Linked DNA regions of Macaca mulatta: region 1 is linked to region 2. Evidence: chromatin contacts called from public Hi-C data. All regions are on one chromosome and are shown on one strand. The core of a region is the stretch at or near the end of the contact, and the rest is flanking DNA. Distances in the headings are between cores, read along the strand shown. Region 1 has its middle 52 kb from the start of CYP2J2. Region 2 has its middle 200 kb from the start of C1H1orf87.

Region 1 (5,045 bases), core at 1,022-3,521, 300 kb before region 2:
GCAATGAGCTGAGATCGCGCAACTGCACTCTAGCTTGGGAGACGGAGCAAGTCTCCGTCTCAAACAAACAAACAAAAAACTGTCGTGGCCCAGTCTTGCAGACCTGTGGCCCAGTCTTGCAGCAGTCCGCTAGATGGCTGAAATTGATTTGGTGACCATGTGATGTTAGAGTTCATTGAATATTCATTGAATATTACAACTGAACGGAGGACCTCTGACACTACCTTGCCCAGGAAGTGAAACGACTTGCCCAATGACCCCCAGAAAGTTATTGGTAGAGAAAGAAGTCACTCATTTGCATAAGGTAGGAGGATGGGACCCAGTGGTGGGTATTTCAGTAACCCTGAGCGCCAACTCAAGTTGCTATCTGACCTTATGTTTTTCCCAATAATCCCCCACTACTGCCTCAGGTGTTCCCTTCCTGCTGTCATACCCCTTCCTGCCATCCCCTCCAAGAGCCTATGGGGCAGCGGTGCCAAACGGGATCACTCTACTTTTGATGCTTGGGCGCAGATATGTTCACATATGTCTTCTCCTTATATCCTTAGCATAGCTGAAGGAACACTGGGGAGGAGGTGGATAATGAGGTTTAATTAAAAGCGTGGAAGGTGGGGACACCCTTGCCTCTTTCCTGACTGACTTTAGAAATAGCAGTCCTCTGGGAAGTCACCCATCTCACACTAACCTGGCGAGACTGACATTCAATCCAGACACAAACAAACGGCAGCTACGGAGGTGGACTGGGCGGGCATTTTTAATAATTACGATTTTCACGGGGACAATCAGCCGCTTTCTCCCTTCCTCTTCCCATGCTGATCCTGAGCTCCTTGATCGCAGATTTCCCTCGCGGTCCACGAGAGGGCGCTGGAGCCCATGTTACCGCGCTCTCGGCTGGGAGGCGGCGTTCAGAGACCGGCGGAAAAACGATGGGGTGTGTGCCGGATGAAGGCACCAGCCCTGACAGCTCCAGGCCCAGGTCCTCCGTGTGCGCCCCGAGATGCAGTGACTCCTAGGGCTGGAAGGAAAGACACAAACCCCACCCGGGCATCACCTCTGAGAGAGACACTGGCCAGCGTGGAGGGTGCCCTGCGGGGAGTGGCTGCGTGAGAACCAGGCTGTATGAGCCCTGCTCAGGGACTCAGAACTCTTTTCCTGGGGGAAAGAGGATTCGAGGGCTATGGGAGCCCGCCCTGCTTTTCTGAAGGGCTTTGGTTTGGAAGAGGAAACAGGCTTATTTTATTATATGTGGCCCTAGCAGCAGAACTGGACTTATATATAATATTTATCAACAGGGAGATTTCAGCTCAACACGGGAAGAACCTTGCAGATGTGGAGGAGCGCTTGGTTTAAGCAGTAAGCCGCGGGCTATGGAGGGATCCCCGAGTGCAGGTCTGGCCTGCCATGACGACCTCCATGCGTTGGAAAAGTCACTTAACTCTCTTAGCCTCAGTCCTGTAAAATGGTGGCAATAATGTCTACCTTGCAAAGTTTTTGTGGCGATCCAATAATTTGAATAAAGATCTCAGCATTATGCCTAGCATTTTTTTGAGAGCTCAACTTAAAAAATATCATACTAGCTAACCTTGAACTCTGATTCTGTGAAAGGTGCTGTGCCATCTCCCATTCATGATCTCTAAGCCCCCGAACGGTCCTGAGGTAGGTGTTCCTACCCTTATTTCACAAATGAGGGAAGTAGGGTTGAGAGAGAGTGAGAGGTTTGCCCAAGGTCTCAAGGCTATGAAGTTGCGCGGCTGAAATCCTAAGCCAGGTCTCTCTGTCTTCAGAGCTGCACCTCTGCCAGGGCACCGTGCTGCCTGCCTGTGTCAATGCGGGGTCTTCACCCAGAGGCCCCTTGGGTCTGGTGAGCTGTTGGCGGGTTTATCTATCACACACAATGACGCAGGGGCACATATGTTGTTCTGGCAAAGGCACGAAACATTTTCCAATGTCGGTGGAAGCAGTGGATGAATAATACAGGGAAAGGGATCAACAGAAGGGGCAAGAGGAGGCCAGAGCCGCATCAATTCCCCTGCCCCCAACAGGGGCAGCAGAAGGTGCAGCTGGCGGGGGCCCTGGAGTGGAGCTGCCAGCCCAATCATCTTGCCGCTGGATTTTGCACAGCTTTCCTTCTCCATTCTTTCTCGTTTTTGACACTTGTGATTATTACCAATCCTGGTGGCGCTGACGCACGGGAGTGCAATGGTTACCATGGCATGCTTAATAGCGAGAGCAGATGTTTGGCAGGCTAACTCCATGCATTCTAAATACACAAGGCGAAAGTCGGTGGAGGGCGTAATTGATTTGCTGACTGCAGTGGGAAGCCAGCCCATGCTTGCACTGGGCCAGGGCGCCTTACCACATACACTCTTTAACATGGCACACAGTCGCATCATGAGCTGACCCCGTGTAGGCCCCCTGGTCTCACATGTTATCAGTTCCCACCTGCTCTCCCCTCTTCCGCTGTGCTTAACACCTGCAGCCCTCACAAACAAGCGATCTATGGTCTGACTCCAGCCTGAGACTTCCCACAAGCTGTTCCCTCCACCTAGTAACCAGCGTCCTTCATTGTGTGGACAACACCCACATGTCCTCAGTTCTCAGCTTGGACATCTCTCTGTAACATGCCTCCGTTAAGTCTGAGTTAGAAAGACCACTCTGTGCCTAACCTTTCATAGAACTTACTGCTGTGCTGTAATTGCTTGTTTAGTTCTTTATCTTCCCAACAGAATGCAAGTTTCTTGAGTTCAGGAACCATGATAGTTACAAGAATAATCTTGACCTTAATTTACATGGAAAATTACATAAAGTCAGACTTCCATTCTTTACCCTTAGTGTCACATTTCTTGCAAAACACTTCATAGCTGGTCCTCCCTCCAAACAGGATTATTATGAAGTACACTTCCCTACCCCCGAGCCTCTGTTTGTGGCATTGCCCCATCTAGAAACCTGCTCTTCTTCTCTCGTTCAGGTCTACCTTTTCAAATCCGGTTCATCTATCAAGATACCTGTCAACTGCCAAACAATCTTATTTGATATACCCTTCCCCAAGCATATGAGGTCACTTCTCAACCATAAACTGCCTCGTTAACACCCCCACTCCCACTGCACACTTGTCCCCACAACATGCTGTTTGCATCTCTTTCAGGACCCTTGACTTTGCAAGATGCAGCCACTTCCTGGTTATATATAACTTTGTCCAAGTTAAATGACCCCTCTCAGCTTCAGTTCCTCCTTTAGTGAAATGGGGATAATCACACCTCCTCCATGGGGTGGCTATGTGGATTAACTGAGCTACTGAAGAAAAAACATGTAGCTCAGTGCATTGAACACAGTAAGAACCCATTAAACAGTTGCTATGATTAAGTCAGTACTTATACATTTGCCCAGTGTTGCCCACGAGATGGCCCTCCTTGGGTTGGATGCCATAATACCTCTATATCCAGCAGAATGACCCAAGTGCCTGGCTCCTGTTGTATCCAACTGAGCAGGTGGCAGAAACTTACTTCACCCTACTGCGCTCGTTTCCTTGTCTGTAAACTGGGGATACTAGGTAATTGGGAGCATTAAGTATTGAAGTACCTTTTAAACGATAAAGCTCAAAAACAAATTGAGCTGACTTAAAAGGACTAGTTTAAGAGGAAATGCACAGATAAGAAGTACATTCAATTTCCACTTCACTTTAAAGATTCTGGAGCTGAGGGTAGTTGGCCATTGATTATCTCCCCAGAAACAAAAGTGAATTTTTATACACCTTACCCAAGGGTTCCAAACCAAGAAGAGAAACGGGCAGAGAAGGGAGAGAAGTGTGTGTGCATGTGTGTGTGAGTGTATCTCTCTCTCTCTCTGTGTATGTAATTTTGGGGTGGGAAGGGAAAAAAAGACATTTTGACTTTGATATTATTTTCCAATAGTCACAACTAAGAGTAAATAAACCACCAGTTTTGTAATTGTGACCAAGATATCAAGTTACTAAACAGGAGTTAAAAAAAGGACACCAAATTGTTTAATGTAAGGTATTGACAGGAGTGAATATTTGTGAAGTTCACAGAGCTGAAACCCACCTGGTTTGAGATGATTAGATTGAGGAATCTCTATCATTTTAGTTATATTTAAGTATTTGCAGCCTTTTCTTGTGTCTTGATGAAAATCCTGTAATATTTGAAAACTCTGCTTAAAAAGAAATAACTGTGGCTTGTGTTTCTCAAATTATGAGTTCCTTCCTTCCTTCCTTCCTTCCTTCCTTCCTTCCTTCCTTCCTTCCTTCCTTCCTTCCTTCCTCCCCTTCCCCTTCCCCTTCCCCTTCCCCTTCCCTTCCCTTCCCTTCCTTCTTGACAGGATTTCACGATGTTGCCAGGCTGGAGTGTAGTGGCTATCCACAGGCACAGTTCCATTACTGATCAGCATTGGAGTTTTGGCCTGCCCGGTTTCCTACCTGCACCAGTTCACCCTTCCTTAGGCAATCCGGAAATCCCTGATTTCTAGGAGGTCACCACATTGATGCTGAACTTAGTGTGGGCACCCTATGAGCATAGCTTACTGCAGCCTGAAACTCCTGGACTCAAGCAATCCTTCAGTCTCAGCCTCCAGAATATCTGGGACTACAGGCATCTGCCTCCATGCCTGGCTAATTTTTTGTTTGTTTGTTTTAGAAATGGGGGTCTTGCAATGTGATCCAGGCTGGTCTCCAACTCCTGTCCTCAAGTGATCCTCCCATCTCAGCCTCCTGAGTAGCTGGGACTACAGGCGCATGCCACCATATGTAAAAATGAATTCCTTATATCACATTTTCAGCAGTTACAATTTGCAGCTCTTTGGGGAAGTTGCAGGGAAAATATAACCCCTACCACCAACCTCATGCTCCCTTGATGCTCATGTCTGTGACCCTCAGATGTTTTCTAGCTGGTGTGAGCTGGAGCCAGCTGCTTCCTACTCCCTCCCTTCAGTTACAGCCATGTGGAGCTGTGAATAAAGCCTCTTGGTGACTGCTCCTTCATACTTAAGGACTTCCCTGCACCCGGCATAGGCAGCAGCTTTACACAGCTCTG
Region 2 (5,281 bases), core at 1,029-3,528:
CTTAATAGTTTAGTCTTTGAGACTAAATTTTGTATATTGTAAATTTTGTATATTGACTTTGTATGATTATCTATAGGTATGTTGCATATGTTTAGGCATGCTACATTTATTTTATCATGTTGTTGATGTTATTGTAATTGTATCGTTGTTATTTTAATTTCCATTATTTGTGGCTAGTGCATTAGTCAGTTTGGGGTATTATAATAAGATACCCCATACTAGGTGGCTTAAATAATGGAAATTTATTTACTCACAGTTCTGGAAAGTAGAAGTCCAAACTCAAGGTGCTAGCAGGATTAGTGTCTGGCGAGGCTTTTTTCCCTTTTTTTCCTGGCTTAAAGATGGCCACCTTCTCACTGTGTCCTCATGTGGCCTTTCCTCTGTGTACTCATGAGGGGGAGGGGAAGAGATATCCCTCTGGTATCTCTTCCTTTTCTTATAAGGACACCTGTTCTATTGGAGTGAGGCCCAACATTATGACCTCACTTAACCTTTATTACCCCGAGCACCCCTTTCTCCAAATACAGCCATATTGAAGGCCAGGGTGTCAACATATGAGTTTTATGGGGACACAATTCAATCCACAAGAGCTGGTATACAAAAATACAATTAATTCTTATATGCGGTAGTCCTCCTTTCCCTGCAGGTTTGTTTTCCTCAGTTTCATTGAGCTGTGGTCAACCTCGGTCTGAAAAATAGGTGCCTATAGTAACAACAGGATATTTAGAGAGAGAGAGAGGGTCACATTCACATGACTGTTATTACAGTCTATTAAAATATATTGGCATAATTGTTCTATTTTATTATTAATTGTTGTTGCTAATCTTTTACTCTGCACAATTCAGTAAATTTCATCACATGTATGTTTAGCAAAATATATTAGGCTGGTCGCAGTAGCTCACGCCTGTGATTCCAGCACTTTAGGAGACTGAGATGGGTGGATCACCTGAGGTCAGGAGTTCAAGACCACCGTGGCAAACATGGCGAAACCACATCTCTACTAAAAATACAAAAATTATCTGGGCATGGTCGTGGGCGCCTGTATTCCCAGCTACTCAGGAGGCTGAGGCTGGAGAATCACTTCAATCTGGGAGGCAGAGATTGCAGTAAGCCAAGATCACACCACTGCACTTCAGCCTAGGAGAAAGAGCGAGACTTCGTCTCAAACAAACAAACAAACAAAAAAGTTGTATATTTAGGGTTTGCTACTATTCATGATTGTAGGGGGTTTTGAAACTTATCCCTGCAAATAAGAGGAAACTACTGTTTTTACTTGATATCATGAAGACTTGCTAAACATGCATGTTAGTTTTAACAGCATTTTTGTAGATTTCTTAAAATTTTTTACTTAGACAACCAGGCTGTCTGCAAATAGAATTTTGCTTCTTTCTCTTCAGTCTGAATGGGTTTTATTTCTGGTCCGACTTTCTTGCATTGGCTAGTACCTTCATAGGATGTTGAAGTGGTGAGAGTGGACAGCCTTACGCTTGAGCTTAAGAAGAAAGACTTTAGTGTTTCCCCACCAAGTGTGATGTTAGCAGTAGGTTTTTCAAGATGCCCTTAATCAGGTTGAAGTTGAGGAAAATCTTGTTGATTATCAGTATGCCAGGAATTTTTAATAAGCTCCTTGAAGACACTTTGTCTCTTTGTCTTCATAATAATTGCACCAAGCAATGCCTTGCTCATATATTATGAATTATATTGAGAGGAAATAAATGAAATTGAATATTCATTTGAAGAATCTAAAAGGGAAATATATTTTTGAAAAAACAAAGTCGGGACACATGACTCAACACATAGTCATTTATTGCCTGTTGATGAAAAGAATGCTTTATTTCTGTAATTTTTATTTGGCACAGAACTAGATATATAAGATTTGTGTGTGTGTCTGTGTGTGTGCGCACGCGCAAGCATGTGTGTGTGTGTGTGTGTGAGATTGTCTTGTGAATGTAATTGCACTAAGTAAATTGCATAAAGACTACTGCATTCTAGAAATGAAAAATAATATCAACAGACTGAATGAAACAATGGTGTCGAAGACCACAACATATAACTTACCTATTTATAATCCAGTCCTTCACATAATAATAACATACATATAACCATCCGAATTTAATCTGATCCTCTTAAAATTTTGAAATGCTCTCTAGAATTGCCTGTTTTTCTACTTCAATGAGAAATGTGTGTGATTTGTTCAGCTGCTATCTCTCTACCATCCCCACCCCCAGCACTGTGCAACACGGCCCCTTCTCTCAGCTGGCAAGCACAGGCCCCAGATGCCAAGCTGTGGAAGATATTTATCTGCTGCATCTGGTTCCTTAGCAGATTCGACAGGCCTCTGTGCTGGCAGCTTCAGAAATGCCTTTGGGCTTGTCACATGTTGAAAACTCCCAACTGGCTGTCTGAATTGGCAACCATGCTTTGGCTCACTGGAGAGAAGAGAGAAATGGTGCTTTTTGTCCATCTACTGATAACCTCTCGTGTAAGTGATCGTTGGCTCCTGATCTGAAGAAGTATGCTCCCAAAGCGCAGTGCAGACTTTGGGGCTTAATTTCGTCCTCCTGATACAAACTCACAAGTAGTATATGACTGAGTTTTATTTCCTTGGCCAGAGAGGAAATCTCTAGCAATTTGGACCTCAGCATGTCTATCCTGAAATTAAATTCAGAAAGCGTCAGCATTTTAGAATTGGCATTTTAAAATTAAGAGTCAGCTAATCCATCCCTTTTATTTATCTGATGAAGAAACTCAGACTTTGAAAGGGGAAGGGATTTGGCCAAGGTACACAGCAAGCAGGACAAAGGACGAGATTCACCCTGGGTGAATACTGGGGGTGGGGAAATACGAAAGCAAAAAGGAGCAGGTATTTCCCTTTGGAGAAGCTGTGGAGAAGGAACACTTTGGAGACTGCATGTCAGGCTGTAGCAGAGCAGGGAGCCTGCAGACAGGGACACTCATGCCCTGAGGCTGATGCTGTCACATCCAGGCTAAGTGACCCTACGCAAGGCCTGAGTTCCAACACCTGAAAACAAGAAGGAGTTAATCATAGTTCCTAATTTATTTGATTGTCCTGAGGATGAAATGAGATCATGCGTAATGTACCTTACAAGGCTATGTTCATTTTCTTTCAGTAAATGTTTATTGAGAGCTTACCAGGTGGTGGACATTATGCAAAAGACTTGATAAATAATGATTCTCAATCATTTGGGACATTAAATCAGTAAATGAGGGCAGGCCTGTAAAACCAGGCCAAGAGAGTGAACTTCCTGAGTGGTTTCCTATCGAGAGGCACGCAGACAGCGAGTGTGTTCTTACACATACACACAATGCATCTATGGCCACAGCATTTTTTCTAGTTTCCTGAGTTGCAGTGAGCTCTGGTTTCCAGCAGGGGACATCCATAGCCCAGGCAAGGGAAACTGGGGCCAGCTCAGCCTTAGAGGTGATGAATGAAAATGATAAATCACTCAGACATGAGCCTGAGACTGGCCTGTTCTGATACTCATTCCATAAAGACAAAAGTTCTGGAAGGGATTACCCTCACAGGCTTCGTTAGCTCTGAGTTTGTAGAATGTCAATGAATTTCAACTTCTCTTAATCCTTAATTTGCAAGCTGAGGTCCCGTGGAGTTTTGTCCATGGTAAAGGGACATAATTCCCTTCTCCCTGGGGCAGATCAAAGGAACAGGGTTTTGATGACTCACAGCTCACACAAGGTCATCCTGGGAAAACAGATCCTGAGAAGTACTGCAGAGCTTGTGAAGTACTGCACTGGCTGGTGTCTGGATTCTAGAGTTTATGATCTGCTCAGAAGCCAGAGAGGTGATGACTAGAAGGTAGATATGAATTGGGGCAGTGGTGTGCTGATAAATATTTAACAACCAGCTCCCTGAGGGGAAAATATGTGCATATGTACATGTACATAAGTTTATTAAACATTTTACTGATATACAGGACAAGTAGCACACAATTTACATGTTACATATATAAAAATATAATAACCTTTATTATAAATTCCATATAGCTAATTGATTCTCATAGAATACGTTAGTTAATTTTTGTTGAACTCTTGTATTCATGGCCAAGCTATTCTTGCAATCCAATCATGATTTGACAATATCAGCCTGAAAATAAATGTTTAAATACTGTCTGATTCAGCAAAAATGTAACTTACCTCATTGATCAACAAGTGTGATTGTGATATGAATGTTGCTTGATATTTTCATTTATGTTATCAGGGAGCAAAAAAATGAATGGACAGAGGCAGCTTCACTTGTTTGTTAATGGTATCAGTCAAATCTTTGTTAAATTCACTAGTAGTGTTAAATCCACTAATACTGAAAAATATTTCCTGTTATTTTTGTTGTTTGTGACTCAATAGTCACAGACAGAATACAGCATTTTTAACCTATCAAGTCTAGAGAAATCATCAAAACAGTAAATCAAACCCTGACTTACAGCATTTGGCAATTTTCATGGTATAAGTATTTCCACCATGGTTGATTTCAAAACCAAGGTAATGTCTTTGAACATGAAATTGAAAAGAGATTCACAGTAGTATATCATTACATAATGTTTCTACCATATGCTTAAAATAGACATAAATAACCTCAAAAACTTAATAAAATATAGTAAATTAATTATGAAGTTATGGATTTTAAAATGCTTTCATTGTTACATATTTGCATATACTTATGGGGTACATGTGTAGAAAGTGATGGATTTTAAATATTTACTTTCTTATTCACAAAACCTAGAGAATAATGTCTATCACATATAATCTTATTTTAAAAATATCTACCTACATAGTATTTAAAACACAGTAACATTTGTCATATAATAATTATAATTATAAAGGAGAGGAAAAAACAAGAGCCAGGTGAGCATTTAAAAACACAACTTTATCCAAAATGTTAAAAAAATTATTGAGCAATTATCATATATAAGTCACTGTGCTAAAACCTTTACATAAATTAAATCATATAATCATCACATTGATTATAAGGGGCCTATATTATGTCCCCCAGATGAGAGTCTCTATCTAACATATTAGAATATAAGTCTCAGCAAAGTAAAGTGACTTGCTCAAGTACATCCAGCTAGCAAATAGTAAGGCCAGGATAAGAAAACAATCTGACTTTATAGATTGTGCAGCAAACAAGACATCAGCAGTTAACAAAATGTTAGCCTGGAAAAATAAAATAAAATAGTAATTGGTCTGGGAAGAAGCCTGAACTTGAAAGTGACATCTACCCTTGGTTCTGCTGTATGAATTTGAACAT

What was found. A called contact is a pair of places that touch in the nucleus more often than the background predicts.
Region 1: a contact with region 2 is called in a Hi-C map of fetal cortex germinal zone, with 2.7 times the contacts expected there. The contact joins two enhancer-like sites. A contact is called at or near these places in 2 of 14 Hi-C or Micro-C datasets (cortical neurons and fetal cortex germinal zone).

Annotation. Positions count from the first base shown.
Region 1 is chr1:180,657,302-180,662,346 of T2T-MMU8v2.0, reverse strand. No RefSeq gene overlaps it. Among named protein-coding and RNA genes, the nearest start is that of CYP2J2, 52 kb to the left of the region's middle. Within about 2 kb of position 2,271, at least 8 of the 40 cell types and tissues checked have an H3K27ac peak or open chromatin away from gene starts, as enhancers often do. A contact at or near this core is called in fetal cortex germinal zone, where this site is marked.
Region 2 is chr1:180,358,003-180,363,283 of T2T-MMU8v2.0, reverse strand. No RefSeq gene overlaps it. Among named protein-coding and RNA genes, the nearest start is that of C1H1orf87, 200 kb to the left of the region's middle. Within about 2 kb of position 2,278, at least 5 of the 40 cell types and tissues checked have an H3K27ac peak or open chromatin away from gene starts, as enhancers often do. A contact at or near this core is called in fetal cortex germinal zone, where this site is marked.